Linked DNA regions of Zea mays: regions 1 and 2 are each linked to region 3. A link is a contact called in public Hi-C data. All regions are on one chromosome and are shown on one strand. The core of a region is the stretch at or near the end of the contact, and the rest is flanking DNA. Distances in the headings are between cores, read along the strand shown.

What was found. Hi-C and Micro-C count contacts between places; a contact is called where the count stands out from the background.
Region 1: a contact with region 3 is called in a Hi-C map of leaf, with 9 times the contacts expected there. The contact joins the promoter of LOC103650550 here to the promoter of LOC100282989 in region 3. A contact is called at or near these places in 7 of 25 Hi-C or Micro-C datasets (bundle sheath, ear, leaf and 1 more) and 2 of 3 datasets of contacts at active chromatin or transcription factors (leaf and seedling).
Region 2: a contact with region 3 is called in a Hi-C map of ear, with 2.3 times the contacts expected there. The contact joins the promoter of LOC100283315 here to the promoter of LOC100282989 in region 3. A contact is called at or near these places in 2 of 25 Hi-C or Micro-C datasets (ear and tassel).

What each region holds. Positions count from the first base shown.
Region 1 is chr3:130,305,695-130,308,394 of Zm-B73-REFERENCE-NAM-5.0, forward strand. LOC103650550 (serine/threonine-protein kinase EDR1) reads right to left here and starts at 1,360. Exons shown (of 13, transcript XM_008676128.2): 1 at 401-1,360. The coding sequence starts at 804.
Region 2 is chr3:130,411,159-130,413,858 of Zm-B73-REFERENCE-NAM-5.0, forward strand. It overlaps LOC100283315, which reads left to right and starts at 1,354. Exons shown (of 8, transcript NM_001156217.2): 1 at 1,354-1,471; 2 at 1,804-1,880; 3 at 2,628-2,700. The coding sequence starts at 1,387.
Region 3 is chr3:130,171,510-130,174,209 of Zm-B73-REFERENCE-NAM-5.0, forward strand. LOC100282989 reads right to left here and starts at 1,438. Exons shown (of 6, transcript NM_001155893.2): 1 at 1,271-1,438; 2 at 1-11. The coding sequence starts at 1,413.

The DNA.
Region 1 (2,700 bases), core at 110-2,609, 130 kb after region 3:
GAACCAGCTAAAGTCTAGGCATCCCATCTAGCATTTCCTTACTTTTACTTCGCATCGATAAGATAATATGTAACAGCACATCCTTACAGAGCTAGGGTTATATAGAGTGCCAACAATGTAACCGATTGTCATTTGCACTATCCCACTGCAACCTCTATCGCATGTTTACTGATAGATAAAAATGGCACACAAGAATTGCTTAAGATTCTAGGATTGCTATCGCAAGAGGTTCAAATAAATTTCATTTTGGTCACAACTCGTATATGTGGCCACTTACTCCATTTCAGGCACTACAATCAACATATCTAACCAGCATGACTACTGCATTTCCTCGAATGTTTGTCAATCTCCCAAGTTGCAGTCAAGCAAGTAAAAAAAGGTGAAGCGCCAGAAATCTAACCAGTATATGATCCTCCCATCGAGGTCAAGAATGTGGACGGAATGCCCCAGTGACTGCAGCACCCTGGAGTACTGCCTCTCAGGCAGCCTAGCGCTGGTGCTACCATTTCCAGCGCCCGTGGCCCGGCCCTCCCGATGCAGCGGCGATGAGTGCGGGAAAGACGCCGACCCACGGGCCCACGCACGCTGCCCGCCCTCAAATCCCCCGGACAGCAGCCTACCTGGTGGCCCCGCCTTCGCCTTGGTCGGCGGTGGCACCGGCGCGCCGCGCCGCGGCGAGACGGATTGCGAGCGCCGCCGCTCCACGGCGCCGGGTATCAGCTTGGACATCTCCTGCTTGAGCTGCGCCTGCCCAACCTCCAGCTCCCGGATCTTCTTCAGGAGTTCCTCCCCGCTGGAGTCCATCCCCGCCGCGGCAGTGGGTGGCTTCCTCGAAACCACCGAGGCCACCTCGTCCTCAAACCACCGGCTTCACCGACTTCCACGAGCGCCCTACAGCTGATGGCGCCGCCGCCGCGTCCCCTTTCGCCTCCTCAGGGGCGGCTCCGACGAGCTCGAAAGGCCGCTCCTTTATCCGCTCCCAAGGCAGATTCGACGCAAACGGAGCAAAAGCTCCGAGCTTCCGGTTCTCTGAGATCTCCAGCAGCGATTTCCCGTACAGAAACCGGTTGAATCGATGAAAAATACGATCTTTTCTGGGGAGCGGTTCTTGACCTGTGCGTGGAAGGGGAGCAAATTGCTGTGGAATCTGTCTCTCTCACAAGTCACACACACGCATGACGCATCCGGATGGAGATTGAATGAATAAAATAAACACAAGTAATAATAATTGGTAGAATAAATGATAGAGAGAGAAAAAAGTTATGTCATATAGAATATGGAGGGAAGTGAGACTGTCTCCACGTATTGTAATACTGTTTGTTCAGTTAAGTTTAAAACGAAAAAATTAAATAGTAGATGAAATATGAGATCCGGTGAAAATAGCATGAGGTGTTCTTTATAATGTTCCCTAGTGATTGGTGAACTTGGTGATAAAAAAATTGCTGAGGCTGTTTGCCAGGTTGCTATAGTGGCATTTTACATCTAGTCTTAGTTTTTGTTTGATATTTGGAGCCTTGCCAACATATTTTGTACCCATTTTTCGATTTCTTTTCTATATTTTCTTGGGTGTTGTGTTGATCCACACAGGCGTTGTCCCTGTTCCTATCTACCTACCTTATTGCCAGTGCCAACAGGCGCTATCTCTGTTCCTAGTCACCTCCCTTGCTATGTATCGTAACGAGGGAAAATATTAGCAACTAGTGAATTGGTATTGGTTGGTGTATTACTACACATCAAAGACGTTTTATGCCACTCTGGAATAAAAGAATATTTCCCGAATTTTGTGTGTTTTTCTATGTTTTTAAACTAATTTCTGTGAAGAAAATTATGTGTTCCAAAGGAGCTCTTATTATCACCTACTGTTGCTACAATTTTAGGATGGATTTATGGTTAGTTCTTGGCTTTTAACCGTCTAGATCTATATGACTATGTGTTGCAAGTTTGGAGTTCCTTTTTGGTGGGCATTTATATGGTTTGCTTTTCTTGTTGTAGGTCCTTTGTGGGTGCCAATTGATTAGCACTCAACTGTCTGGAAGTGTATGCTTGCATGCCATAAATTTTGGTCAACTTTTTCTTCCCTTGTGTTTGTTGCTAGTGTGACCTTTTTCATGTGGTGTATATACTTCTCAACAGAACATCTAGCCATGCCCATATCTAACTCTACCTACCAATAATCAAGCAAGATGTAAAAGACAAAGGAGATGTGGTAAAGCTCTGACTAATCTCTTTTTCACGCCCTGGCTTGATTTTAATGCTTAATCGGATACTAGACTGCAGTACACCACAAAAGTATGGAGAGAAAAAGAACACGAAGAAAGAAAGAAAGAAAGAAAGAAAAGAGAAGGATAGAAAAAAAAAACACTACAGTAGTTAGTACTTAGTAACCCCTGTGCCTTTCTCCAAACAAAGCTTTCTGCCATGTTCGTGTTTACGCCTTAAATTGGACCAAAGTTTGCAGGTCCTGATTATAGTTTCAATCGATGGATTTTTCTCAGAAACACCAACTGGTTGTACAACTTTATTTTTTATCGGTGTTAAGCATGAGAAATAATGTTGTGGCCTTGCACACCGAAATAACCTGGAATTCCATAGATAATCATGAGCGGGTTTTTACTCACGAGTCATATATAGAGATAGACTAGTACTGATATTTTCTGTTGACGATTTTTAGACGGAAAAGAACTCCCAAAGTAGCCAATC
Region 2 (2,700 bases), core at 104-2,603, 240 kb after region 3:
AACCATGTTGACTATATTTTGGGACAATCAGGGGGAGAATTCTTGGTAGACTGGATTCCCGGCTGAAATGGAATGTACTATTTGTAGATACAGATGTATGGAAGCACTAAAATTTTCATGTGCCAGCTGGACCTCGCCCTTTACCTGGTACATATCAAATGGCCTTTACATGTAAACCACTTCTTGCATGATGGAGCTGATGCCTTGAAAAGCTTGAGTGATGTCATTGATGGCCTTTACGTACCTAGGCTCTTCTCAGCCTTCTCGATTTTGCTTTCTGTACTCCTTGATTTCTTCACGACCCCTATGAAATGTAATAGAAATCACAAGCTACTTACGTTCAAAGTGTAAGATGCGAATATTTTCGTTTGCGCAAATAACATGGAAATATTGCACTCTGTTCGAAGTGTGAATAGACGTTCTTTAGCCTTTGTCTCACTATAACAATGTTTGTTCGTCATTGGTGTTGAGGGTGTGAGATTATGAGTCAAGTTTTTTTACAAGTATATCAGATCTTTTCTTTAGCCTTTGTCTCACCATAACACTATTTGTTCACCATCGGTGTTGCGAGCGTGAGATTGTGATTCGAATGATATGTTGCATTGGTGTGTTGTGATGGCTGACATGTATCCTGATTCCTGAATGAACGGTGTATTGCTTTGATGACCATGGAGTAGTTGCCATAAGTTATGTGCGAAACGTGTAAGTCGTGTAAGTCTGTTCTTCTTTCTCGCTTATGTGCGTCATGTACGAAACGCGTAGCTTTGTTCCTCTTCCTCGCTTCTCGTGTAGCAATGAATCATTACACCGCAGAGGACCTTGAGAAACCACCCAATCTTAATACGACGGGAAGTCCCAAGCGTTGTATCGCTCAAAAGATATTGAGCAACCTATAAAAAAGGTCAAACTCCTTTTTCAACCCATACCTTTCTCAGCCTTTTGGCTAAGATAAAATGAAATATTTATTATTTATCAGTTTAAAATATAAGTTTAAAATATAATATGTAGATCATATATTCATTATAATATTAAATTATTTTTATAGAAATTAAATATGATTGTGTGGAGGTGTAGAACACATGAAGTTGCTGAAATAGAACAACTTATGTTTTTTAAATTTTGTGTTGAGTCAACGTATTTATAATAATATTATATATTTATATCATCAATATAATATTAGTATTACGATCATATTTTATCACATAAATTTTCTATACCAAATTTATATTTTATATTAATTTTTAAATCCCTTAACAACGTACCAGCACATAGCTTGTAAAATGATGGGACATTCGTAAAGTTAAGTTTTTCTGCACTCTAGGCTAAACTTCACTGACGTTACGGAAGGGGTCTCGAAGAGCTGCCAAGACCCACCTGCCACCTCCGATGGACTTCGCCGGCCGGGTATCCGTCCTGCTCTTCTTCCTGGTCGCTCGCACTGTAGCAAACGACCAGATCTTCACCACTTCAGGTGAGCGCCATTGAATACCACTACCCTCTCTGCGTCTCCTCCCCAAACCCCAATGAATCCACCGCTTCGTCGATGTCTCTTGATGATTTCTGTCGTCGAATCGAAAATTCAAAGGCTGTAGGTCGATGCTGGTGGCGATCTAGTGGCTAGTACCCATATACTACAAATTCTTTCGCAGATCTAGCGGCCTGTAGTAGTATGGTTCAAAAGACTTCGCCTTTAAGTGCGCATATGGATCGAGGGCTGGTTTGTAGTCTTACATGCTCTTAGGTTTCCTTTTGTTCAACACTGATATGCGCTGGAAGCGAGCTTAACTGGGTGTTGATCGCCAGGTTTGCCATTTGGGCGAAGTTCGCGTGAGCCAAGGTACCGCGTCGAGTTCCATCCTGTTGATTCGCCATTCCATCCAGTAAGATTTCTAAGGGGTTTGTCCTTCCGATCCTTGTTTGTAACAAAGCAAGAGCTTTCTTTTGTTCTTACTCAATTTCATTGCTGGTTATATGTGGCCGGCTTGTTGTATAGCTATTAGGTTCTACTAGTGAACTTAAATTGAAACTACTTGAAGTTTACCGGCAATTTTCAATGCTTATATATATAGGACACATTTTTCCTAATCTATATTTACTCCTAACTTTAATAAACCATCTTGCATATGGGTACATTTATCAGTTTGTTTATTTGTATAGGATACTAGAAATCTTACTACATGAAAAAAATAAAGGAGACTATATTTTTTAATATATTATAATATTAACCTAGTAGTATATAAAATAAGTACAACCACATACTTTATGTATACTTGACATCCCAGATAGTTTAGTATGATCATATACTTCATATATATACACTTTATCGGAGCATATGCATCATAAATTTTGTGATATACATGTGGGTGTAGCTACTACCGGAAGTAGAAATAATTTTTCATATATATATACATTCTTGACTTTACCACAGCTGGTCATTGCGTGCAAAAGACAATCGACTCAATGTAAAGTTACCATGTTTATGCTAAATCGTTTGAATTTCACGTTTTCAGGAAAAAATGTATTTGAGTGTTCCATTTTTCATTTTTGCTCTAGAAATTACTGCTTGGCATAATTCAGGCAATAATCCCTTTCATCCTAACTAGAGATGATTATGGTGTATTCAACAGGAGAATGGTCAGGAATCGGTACCAATGGCTAGTCATGAGGGGAAGCGTTATAAGTGCTTTCTACCAGTTGAAG
Region 3 (2,700 bases), core at 188-2,687:
ACTGCTGCAGCCTAAACAAATTGAAAAGCACATGTTATGTTTCTCCTCGAAATAAGCGCAATAGATGGAAACATGAAAAGCACATGTTATGTTTCTCCTCATGTCCCAGCACTCAGTATTGTCGGGTCTGGCATCAGATAATGGTCACAAGTTCAGTACCCAGACAATGGAATTAGAAAGGAATCACTGGATATATATTTATGGCCTGTTGTACTGGTCAAGGATATCAGCTGAGCCATGACTCTTTCAAAGCAAGTAACACCTCACACAACGTTCAACCAATATGGAATGAACATTGCCTAATGACTGGACATAGCCCTTCCACTCATTTATCGGGCAGCTCATGGAAGAGTTTGCAATTTTAAGATTCAGTATTTCATTCATAACTACAAAAGAAACTAAATATGACCCATTTAGTCACAGACATTGCTTAAAGATACTGCTATAATAAAAGAAAACAGAACATATTATAAATGCAATGTCCACTTCGTAGTAAACAGGGGTACATTCAGAAGTTCACATTTTTTTTAAGAAGAAATGTTGAATGGATGGAAAGGTAATGCTTTATGAAAGATAAAAAAATAGACCAAGCGATATAAATCCACAAGACAGTAAGTTTTCCAAAAAAAAAGTGTCTCAGAGAATAAACCCAGATTACCACCACAACCAACTAGAATTATCTTTTTCTTATGTTGTGCAAATACTAGCACCAAATGCTCTTTCCTACTATCAAACTACATAATCAGCAAGCACGTTAGAACCAAAACAAAAGGAGCGACCATTGCAAATTGCAAAACGGTAGTGTCCAAGCCATAAATGGTAGCTGAGTAAGGGACCAAGTAAGCACAGCATATGCACCAAACAAGTAGTAAAACAAAAGGTGCTCCAAAACTAGAGGCAAATGGCTTGAAACAAATTGGACCCTGCGAAGGGGTATCGAGATTCGCAACTCGCAGCAATCCGGGCTAGGATGTCCAATACGCCGCAGAAACCCAGAACCAGCCAATTCGATTACTAGCAGTCGTAATCTGGTCAGCAAACACCACTATCACAAGCCACAAACGCGCAGTTAGCATCCGAACATAGCAGCCACATCTCTTCTCCAAAAGCTACGTGTCGGAGGTGCTCGCACAGTGGATCCAGATCGTGTCCGACACTACAGGCGCAAGGCCAGCGGTACCAGTACGCTACTCCCGAATCAAGCGCGCTCCGCAGCCTAACGAGATCCCTAGGCTACCACCGTACCAAAGTTTTTGAGAGTTCTGTTCACCTTTCCTGGAGAAAAGCGAGCGCGGAATTGACGTCGAGCCCGACCTGGCGGAGGTAGGCCTCAACGTCCTCAACGAAGGCCGCTGCCGGGATGCCCCGCCGCTCCGCCACTCCCTGCGGCGTCGACGCCGCCGCCGCCGCCATGAGAAAGAGAAGGGGGACCCAAATGGAGAGGGAGAGAGAGAGAGAGGAGCAACAGTCAGACTAACTAAAGAGCAAGTATAAGCACATATCAGGGCCGAGCACAAACAGGGCGGGTAACAATAAAAGGCCCACAAAACCCACCGTCTGGGAATGGTTGCTAGACCGCTCGGGCCAAACGTCCTGGATGAATTCCAGATAGAGATGATAATAGATACTTGAAACGTGAATATCAGATGGATTTTACCCAATATTAATCCGGGGTATAAAATAATTTCTCTATCCATGAATATATTAGTAGGTAAAAAACTCTATCCATCGGATAGACAGGTATAGTACAAATGGGTATTATCGATACCTGTATAACTTTAAGTAAAATCTACTCGTATCATACCACTCGAGTCCATCTTAGCTAAAAGAAAAAATCATTCTCTAGTTATCATTTGTGAACTATAAATTTATTTATATGTAATTATATGATTTGTTTTATTTTAAATTCAACGTTTTTGTGGGATTGGTATGTTAGGATTTAATACTATTTTTAGTTACACAACAAGTAACATATAGATAAGATTCTAGAAGACCACGAGCAGATATGGATAACTTGGCACGTAAAATTTCTTTTCATGGATATAAATATAGGACGATACTACCCAATAAATATATACCAGTTGTCATACCTAATTCCAAAGTAGCGGAGTCCATCCCCTTCTTATTTGCTTCTTGTTTGGCAGAAACAGGGGACACGCCTCAAGCATATTATAGGGGTGTTCAGCATGTCACATCAAATATTTAAATACCAATTATAAATATTAAATATAGTCTAGTTTCAAAATTAATTATGCATATAAAACTAAATAGCAAGATAAATTTATTAAACCTAATTAATCCATTATTAGCAAGTATTTATTGTTGTATCACATGCACAGATCATAGACAAATTAGATTTGTCTGGTTGTTTAGTTTGTATCTATATAATTAGTTTTGTAATTAGATTATATTTAATAATTTTAATTAGCATGCAAACATCTTATCCTATGCTTAGAGTTTTCAAAACAGACTTCATAGCCGGCAACAGGAGGGAGGAAGTGATATGCCCCAACCAGAAAGGCACACGGCTACACGCCAACCATCCCTAAAACTAAGGGTTTATTTGGAAGCACCACAACTTTATAAAACTGGTTTATATCCCAATTTTATGAAGCTAGTTTATAGGGAAAAAACTAGGTCTACATATTTGAAATCCAATTTCTAGCTTTTTCTATTACACAAAGATAAGTCTATGGTTTT